Linked DNA regions of Mus musculus: region 1 is linked to region 2. Evidence: chromatin contacts called from public HiChIP or PLAC-seq data. All regions are on one chromosome and are shown on one strand. The core of a region is the stretch at or near the end of the contact, and the rest is flanking DNA. Distances in the headings are between cores, read along the strand shown. Region 1 holds the start of Fbxo33 (F-box protein 33). Region 2 overlaps Mia2 (MIA SH3 domain ER export factor 2).

Region 1 (4,495 bases), core at 144-2,643, 57 kb after region 2:
GTAAGTTTGGAATGAATATCCAGATAAAGAAAATATAAATATGGTTTGGCAGGCACTAGACTTTCATAGGGACTCTGTGCTGGAGTCCGAATATGGGCCATGAGCTCTAGGTGGAATTACACTAAAGTCCTGATGCACAATGAGTCTCATACTTAACCCCCACAGTATGCCCAGCTCCTTTATCCCACCCCAAGTTAGGTAGCGTTACTTTTGTGTGAATCACTGGGAGTAAGTCCAGCCTGATGGTGTATGGGATGCGGCTTCAAGTCTGACAATTTTCCTCCCCTAATGATTTTAACTAGCACTCCTCCCAGTCTTTGGACATGGCCCAGGCTAGTAAAACTATTTCAGGTAAGAAAAGGACTGTTAAAGAATTCTTATAGGTTAATTCTTGTAATCATGGACATCAGCAAGGAAACTTACTCACCTCGTCACTATGAATTAATTACCCATCACCAATGGTCAAATTCAGAATCAGAAAACCACCTTATTTTTTTGTACAGGCCTCACCCTTAACTCACAACTTTCCCACGCATAAGATAATGGCATTGCCCAGCAGCTCTAGCCCATGGACAAGAACGGATGAATGAAAGCATGCCTGAGACGCTCCAGGAGTCCCGTTATCACCTCTTCTGTCTCCGGAAATAGTCTGGTCAGGAACGGATAGCTGCACCTACACAAGGCCATCCTGAGGCCGGCCGGCACACCCCACGGGATCTTTCCCAAGGCCAGCGGAAGGCCAGACCCTCTCGGTCCCCACGCAAGCCTACCTGTTGTTCCGGATGCTGAGCAGCACGCACAACACCAGCTCCAAGTAGATGCGCAGTACTTCCAGCCAGCGGGAGGAGAGCTGCAGGGCCTCCCCGTCTTCCCCTCCGGTGCCCGTGTCGGTGCCGCCGCCGCTACCGCCGTCGCCCGGGCCGCCGCCTCCGCTCAGATAATTCTCCGCGGCGAACTCAACCCGCAGCTCCCGCACGAACCAGCCGCACTTGCGCATGAGGAACTCTAGCCGCGGCTGCTCCGCGGGCGAGACGCGGAGGCAGATGCGGAGCTGGGGCCACAGCGCTGGGTAGAAGAGGCACTCCCGCCAGTGCGAGCAGGAGGCCGAGGCCCGCAGCCGGTCGGGCGCCGGCAGAAAGGAGAAGATGTGCACGATGAGCTCGCTGGGCAGCGACGCGGCGCCGGCCGCCTGCCCGCACAGAGCCATCCGGCTCGGCCGCCGGCCGCCCGTCCCCGGCCGCCTGCGCAGTCCTCGCAGCAGCCCCCGCAGCCGGCGCAGCTGCAGCAGCCGCAGCCGCTGCCGCCGCCGCCACCGCACCAACCGGGCGGCCCCGGCTCGGGTTCGCGCTCCCGGCGGTCGGGGTTGCGGCACTGACAAGAACAACAACATCAATGACAAGGAAGAAGGGGGCGGAACCGTCGTGCGCCTCGGCGGAACCAAGTGCACTCGGACCGGCTGAGAGGGGGGAAAAGCTGGCGCGGGGAGGCCTGCACGCCGCTGACTTTCCGTACCGCAAGCAAGTGCTCCCCGGCCGGCCCGGGCAACGACCTCGAAATCCTCTCTCGAACGGACCAGGGATGCGGAGGCGACCGCGCTGCTTCCGAGGAAACCGTGGTTCTCCCGGTACCCGGACGCGGAGGCTCGGTAGTGGTAGGGACTGAGAGTGACGTCACGGCGACGGGCGGAGCCTGGCGCGGCTTTGCGAGACTTCCGGAACCGGGGGAGCTCCTGGTTGCCTGGATCGCGCGGCACGTGACCGTTGACGTCAGCGACCCGGGGCGGGGCTAGAGGCGTGGGGGCGGGGCCACTCTGGGCGTCCCTCGCCGGGTAGGTCTGGCCCTTGCAGCGTGCTCGAGGCGGAACCCCGGCGTGCTGCGCTAAGTCCCGACGCTTTCTCATTCGCTGGGCTGAGGTCGCGGCGCCCGAGGGCTCGCACGCCGGCTTCTTTTTACATCTTGTTCAGAGCAGGACAAAATCGGCTTCCCAGGAAAGGCGGATCGTGGCGGCACGCGGACCTTCCTCTTCCGACGTGCGGAGGCCGCACACGCCCCATTGCTGAACCAGTGACGGCAGCGCCACCTTTCGTCTTTAGAGGGGCAGGAAAAAAATGGCTAACGATTTTCATCTTGAGGGCTGGTACCCAGACTTAAATGCTCTCTGAACCCTTGTCTGCAAAAGTTCTGTATAATTAGTATGTTTTATTAATAGCTAACGATCACTTAGTGGTAACATCAAATTAGGAAGTTAAGACAGGTTTTAATTTTCAGTTTCTTAAAGTCATTGAAGTGTTTGTGAAGAGAGCTGTGGATACCTCTTCAGTGTACCACTGTACTTCTGTAACAACACACCCCTGTATACAAAAGTAACATGGATGAAATAAAGTAGCTATTTTGATAGTCTCTGATACTCCTACAAATAAGTTGGAGAGGAGAGCTTTTCTTTAGTTTGGTGCCCCCAAAGAAAGGGATTTTAAAAACAGCCCTTCACGTTCTCAGCATGCGAAGTATCTCAGTCAAATTGTAGGAAGCAGCGATATCTAAAGGGTTAAGAGATTTTTTTTTTCTTTTCGTTTTTCGAGACAGTTTCTCTGTGTAGCCCTGGCTGTCCTGGAACTCACTTTGTAGACCAGGCTGGCCTCGAACTCAGAAATCTGCCTGCCTCTGCCTCCCGAGTGCTGGGATTAAAGGCGTGTGCCACCACGCCCGGCGTGGTTAAGAAATTTTATGTCTGCTGCTTCAAACCACACTAAGAAACTAGCTAGTCTAGATATCTTTAGCTCTGTGATGTAACAGCAGACCTTCTGTCACATTTCTTTTATACAGTTTGGTGTCACGAACCTAGTAAACTACCAATAATAGTATTTTTTTGTTTTTGTTTTTGGTTTTTGTTTTTTGTTTTTTGAGACAGGGTTTCTCTGTATAGCTCTGGCTGTCCTGGAACTCACTTTGTAGACCAGGCTGGCCTCGAACTTGGAAATCCGCCTGCGTCTGCTTCCCGAGTACTGGGATTAAAGGCATGTGCCACCACGCCCGGCTCAATAATAGTATTCTTTTACCTCTAAATTTACATCAGCTCAGTTGGTACTTTGAATAAAAAATGTATTCCAGGTAGGTCATTTCTTTGAACCCTTGTCTGTAAAATTCTATGTAATTACCGTTTTATAAGCATTCAATGAACATTAAGTGGTAACAGTAAATCAGGGAATTAAGACTTGGATTTGGACTTCAGTTTCAAAGTCATTTAAGTATTTTGAAGAGAGCCGTAGACTTCTGGAGCTCCACTTTAGTTTACACCTCTGTTATGGCTATTCTTGGATGCCAGTGTGACTATATCTGGAATGAAGTACAATCCAGAAATGGAGGGCAAACTTGTGAAAGATATTCTGCTTGGTTTGAAGTGGGTAGATTTACTTCTAGTTGGGACCTTTGAGGTGAAAGACAAGCCTGATTTGGATCTTGAGACAGGAAGACACACCTTTAACCTGGGCCACATCTTCTGTTGGAAGTCTACATGTGGGGCTGGAGAGATGGTTAAGAGCACTGCCTGCTCTTCCAGACGACCTGAGTTCAATTCCCAGCAACCACATGGTAGTTCCCAACCATCTGTAATGGGATCCGATGCCCTTTTCTGGTGTGTGTGAAGATAGCTGCAGTGTACTTACATACATGAGGTAAATAAATAACTCAATCTTTAGCCAGGCAGTGGTGGCACACACCTTTAATCCTAGCACTTGGAAGGCTAGGTAGCACTTGGTAGGTGGATTTCTGAGTTCAAGGCCAGCCTGGTCTACAGAGTGAGTTCCAGGACAGCCAGGGCTACACAGAGAAACCCTGTCTCGAAAAACCAAACTAAAAAAAAAAAAAAAAAAAGAAAGAAAGTCTATATAACTTGGAAGATTGGAAGAAGAAAGGTTCTGCTCTTTGCCTGAGTGCTTTCTCTTGTAGCGCATTCATTTTTTCCCTGGCTTTGGAGCCTACTTTGGAATTCCAGAATATACAGACACCCAGTTGAGACACTTCCAGCCTTGTGGGACTGAACAGCTACTAAATTCTTGGACTTCCCATTCACAGCTAGCCATTGTTGGATTAGCTACACTGTAGTCTGTAAGTCTTCCCAATAAATTCCATATATATGGAATATATATAAGGTCTGTGACTCTAGAGAACTCTGACTAATACAACCTCTATAAAAACAAATTACATCACAGGTGGCAAAAATATTTGAATATTTACTAACATTCCATATTTAAATTAAATTATTTCCCAAAATAGGTTTTATAGATGCTTTGTACAAACCAGGATCCAATTAAGGGCCACACTTGCATTTCTTTATGTAATTTAAAAGTTTATTTTCCTCCATTAAATAATCTGGGAAGTATTTTTGCTTTTTTCCTTAAATGTCCTCCTCTTCCTCTAGCCATACACTTAGTAGGTCTGACAACAATTCATGATTCTTGCCTAAATCAGTGTTCAAATGGTAGTAACTTTCTTTTCC
Region 2 (4,451 bases), core at 1,581-4,080:
GCGCTTTGAAGAAGCTGATTTATGCAGCTAAGGTTTGTATGATATAGACACAAAGATGGGGAAGAGGCCCTGGAACAGGGGGTAAATCTACATTTCCTTAGTAACTAATTTAAAGATTGGTTTTACTTTTTTCCATATAAGGTTATCTGAGAAATTAGGATTTTCTTTATTAAAATAATTGCTTTTATATTAACTTCAGAAATACACATAATTTTAGAATTTAGAAAATTTCAAGTTCTACAGTAATTCCTTCAGTTAAAAATACTTTAAAAATGTTTATTTATCTCATAGTTCCCTTTGTGTGTTGTTTTTCTTTTGGTTTTATTATTTTCTTACCCCGATAGATAGCTCCATGTCCTATTTTATGAAGTAAATAATAGCTTTGTTTCCTTCTGGTTTATTCCTTCCACCTGTCCTCGGGTAATCTGTATGAGAAGTCCAGAGAGTGCAGTGTGAAGGTTGCTTACGTCACCTTGAGTGAAAACAGCTGTAGAGCCATGTGGGGTGTATCGGGAGACGTGTGTGCATTGTGTGATTGACTATTGCTTTTTCTTCATTCCTTCTTTAAAGTTAAATGCTTCTTTAAAAGCCTTGGAAGGAGAACGAAATCAAGTTTACACTCAGTTATCTGAAGTGGATCAAGTAAAAGAAGACCTTACAGGTAAGGACTTCTCACTGAGTGTGTCTCCTGAAGAGGCTGGGAGGATGGATGGCTTCTGGGGTCTTGCAGGGTGTCCTTGTCAGTGTTTGATCCCTGTGAAAGGGACACTACGACCACGGCAACTCTTACAAAGGAAAGCAGTGAATTGGGGCTGGCTTAAGAGTTCAGAGGTTTGATTCACTGTGATGATGATGGGAAGCATGGCAGTACACACATAGACATGGTGCTGGAGAAAGAGCCAAGAATTCTACTTCTGAATTGTCAGGCAGCGGAAGAGACTGAGACTGGGACTGGCTTGAGCATTTGAAACCCCAAAGCCCACCCTCAGTGACACACTTACTCTAACAAGGCCACAGCTCCTAAAAGTGCCACTCTCTATGGGCTTGAGGGCCTGTGGAACCATTTTCATTCAAACCACCACATGTGTCATATGTTTGGTATAGTTTTAGTTGTTAAAAAGTATCAACTTGATTCCAGGACAGCGAGGAACCTGTGTTGAATGCTCTTCCAATATTAATTAAACATTATAAAGCCCTAACAGGTCTGACTGCTCTGTGTGAGACAGAATATGCTGAGAACTAAGAGAAAAGCTCTGGGCAGCTGGAGCAATGGCTGACTAAATGCTGGGCTATTTCTTCCTTGTTTCCACTGAGCAGGAGTTTTCATTTGTTTCTGGAAAAGCAGAGCTCTGTAAGCATAAAGACTTGCACTAATTGGTTTTTGTTGCATACGAACATTTCCTTCTAGTCATCTCTCCCCCTAGTCTCTGCCTCACTGAAATAATTTACAACAGTCTTTCTTTTGGAGTTGTTGTTTTTATGTAACCCCAGGCTGTCTTGGAGTCCTGACGCTGCTCTCTGAACTTCCCATATGATAGGGTATATATAGGCTCATGAGTACCATGCTTAGCCTGTACAGTACCCTCATAAAAGAAAATATGAGGGATGGGGAGACAGCTCAAAGGGTAAAGTCCTCTCTGCTGAGCCTGACGACCTGAGGTCAGTTCCCAGTGGAAGGAGAGAACTGACCCCTGACCCTTGCTAGTTGACTTCTGACCTTTGACTCCTTGACCATGTAGGCATGTCCCTCTACCCCTCACCACTGCACTAAGTTTAAAAAATTTTTTAAGAAAAATAAAGTATGAGACAAATGAACTACAGTAGATAAAAGTAAAAGAATTTGTGTTTTTGGGTAAGATTTCTTTGGTATTGTGTGACTCATTTATAGAAGAGAGAATATACAACATGGATTTCTTTCCTAAGTGACTGTTTTTCGAATTGGCTGACAGCATAGATGGACATATGTTTTTTTCTGGTATAGATGTTTCCTGTACATGTACCATTTACTATCTGTGTATTTACATAAACTGTTTTTTTGGTATGTATGTTTAATTAACTGGTGTTTTAGAAAAACTACATACCATTACATTTAATTATTAAGCTTTTCCATGGTTGTTACAGTTTTAAACCTAATACATTCACACATGTTTTGGAAAATGATCTTAGAAGAGATTAGAACTGAGGTTCTCATCGTGGTCCCTTAATATGAGAGATGTTCAGAGCTGAAGTAATTATATCAAAAACGTAGTGGTGTGCTGGTTTATATGGAATATATAGTTACTTTGGCCTTTTCATTTTTGCGTGTGTTCTTATATGTCTGTATTTGTGTGTGTGTGTGTGTAGGACAAAGATTGATGCACAGTGTTTTCTTTGGCTGCTCTCCTTGTTTGTTGAAGAAAGGGTCTCCTCCAATCCTGAAACTTGCTAATTTGTCTAGAACAGCCGACCAGTGAGCCCCAGGGGTCCTGCTCTGCCTCCTAGCGCAGTAATAGTAATAAGGCTTACAGGCTTGCTTTGCTACCCTGCTTTCCTGTGGGTACCGGGGACCAAAACTCTGGTCCTCAGGCCCATGTGGCTCTCTGCCATGTCCTCATGGTCACTCTTTAAGGTAGCTTAGCTGTTGAAATAAAGTTAAAAGTCATTGTTATTCTTTCCCGTCTCCATCTCGTTTGAGACATGGTCTCTCATGAAACTGGAAATGAGCATTTGTTATCAGCTAGCTTGAATTACAGCATATGTAAAATTTTGCCTTAAATAGTAGGGCTGGGTATTTATGCACACCACGGCTTTGTGCATTCTAGGCACGTGCTCTGCCACTCAGCTGTCTCCACCAGCCTGAGCTCGAGTGTAACTGAGGTGCTGTTTCATTAGTTAGAACAGATAGCACATGAAACAGGGAATGCTGAGTGGAAATGCTTGCCTTTGAAACTCTCGTCCTCATAGCCTTCCTTCAGGAGCTACTAACTCAGACTGAGAATCAAATGCCAGAATTAGAATGCTGAAGATTGTGGTGATCTTCATACTAATAGTATTAAGTCTTTAAAATAGTGTGTGCAGCATCTCAGTTAGATAGTGAAAAGCAATTCGGCAAAGAAAGCATCCTACAGGTTTTCCATTGTTGCTGGAGGACGTTTGGGTTGTTGTTTTGTTTTAAGTGATTGTCTACAGCCATATCACCCAGGGCAATGTCTGATCTTGTCTATTTTTAATAAGGTTTTATTTTTATGAAATTTCCTTAGTTTTGTTCCCTTATGACTTTTCAATAATTTCTTTAGAGCATATCAAAAGTCTTGAGTCTAAACAAGCATCTTTGCAGTCAGAAAAGACAGAGTTTGAAAGTGAGAGCCAGAAACTTCAGCAGAAACTGAAAGTGATAACCGAGCTGTACCAAGAAAATGAAATGAAACTTCACAGGTAAGTGAAATGGCTATAAGTAGTGATTCTCAGCCTTCCCAGGGCTGTGGCCTTTATAGAGTTCCCACGGTGTGCTGACCCCAACCATCCAGTTATTCTGTTCCTACTTTACAACTGTAAGTTTGCTACTGCTATGAATTGTAATGTAAATCTCTGAGGTGCACCCCCAAAGGGCTCCTAATTCACATGCTTAAAACTGCTGCTCTAAAGTAAGTGTTATATATTCATGGCATTTACGCTATGATTATTGGAAGTTATCAGCTATATTGCACTATTCACTTTTAAGAAAATTACTTGATCTTGAAACCAATTTTTCTTCATGGAAGAAAGTGTAAGTGATGTTTGAATTTCCAAGCTATCACAGAATCTTCCTTAATGTCTAGTACACAGTTTTCAGATTATTGCCTTAAACTAACACTGGTAAATGGGCTTGGAATGCGAGTGATCTCTTTGGATGGAACTGCCTGATGCGTGTAAAACTGATTCCTTGCTCCTGTGCAATTAGTCTTGCTCAGTGTTCCTTGTCCTAGTTAATAAATGACAGTGTCATTTGCCTTGTGTTCAAGGTAGCTGCTCAGGTGTCTAACATGCTGCCTTTGTATGCCATATTCATCTTGTTAGCCTTTTTATCCTTAGCATGGTGGCAATTCCCCTCTGCCACTGCTCTGGTTAAAGCACCATTGGCAGTAGTTGGTGTCACAGTGGCCTCATGAATGTTATCTTTACACCTTAACTTCCTGTGCTTTCTTTTCTCTGCGATCACAGAATAACTGAAAACATGAATTATGGTTCCATACCTTGTCCTTCTTAGATCCCCCTAAGTACATTTAAATAGATTGAATGCAAAACTTCATCTTGTCTATCACTGCCTGCTGTAACTTGCCTTCTAGCTGTCTCTGCAGCTTATTCTGTTTCTCTTCTTTGTTGCTCTCTGTGGACACTGGCTTTCTTGAGTTTTGGTGTGTCAAGCACAGCTGTGTCTTTTGTGCATGCTGCTTTTGCTTTCAGTGGTTGGTGTTCTCCATCTGTGTTTGTAT

Evidence for each region. HiChIP or PLAC-seq counts read pairs in DNA pulled down with a chosen protein or histone mark.
Region 1: a contact with region 2 is called in a BATF HiChIP or PLAC-seq map of CD8 T cells, with 6 read pairs. The contact joins the promoter of Fbxo33 here to the enhancer-like site in region 2. A contact is called at or near these places in 2 of 39 promoter capture datasets (the C10 cell line and second pharyngeal arch cranial neural crest), 1 of 15 datasets of contacts at CTCF or cohesin (CD8 T cells), 13 of 484 Hi-C or Micro-C datasets (CD4 T cells, CD8 T cells, the HPC-7 cell line and 7 more), 8 of 115 datasets of contacts at active chromatin or transcription factors (CD8 T cells, the SCID.adh cell line, embryonic stem cells and 2 more) and 4 of 9 other capture datasets (adipose tissue, liver, macrophages and 1 more).

Annotation. Positions count from the first base shown.
Region 1 is chr12:59,218,090-59,222,584 of GRCm38.p6, forward strand. It overlaps Fbxo33 (F-box protein 33), which reads right to left and starts at 1,394. Exons shown (of 4, transcript NM_001033156.4): 1 at 771-1,394. The coding sequence starts at 1,390.
Region 2 is chr12:59,159,606-59,164,056 of GRCm38.p6, forward strand. It overlaps Mia2 (MIA SH3 domain ER export factor 2), which reads left to right. Exons shown (of 30, transcript NM_001368839.1): 17 at 1-32; 18 at 571-661; 19 at 3,276-3,414. Among named protein-coding and RNA genes, the nearest start is that of Gm24233, 28 kb to the left of the region's middle. Within about 2 kb of position 2,831, at least 18 of the 459 cell types and tissues checked have an H3K27ac peak or open chromatin away from gene starts, as enhancers often do. A contact at or near this core is called in CD8 T cells, where this site is marked.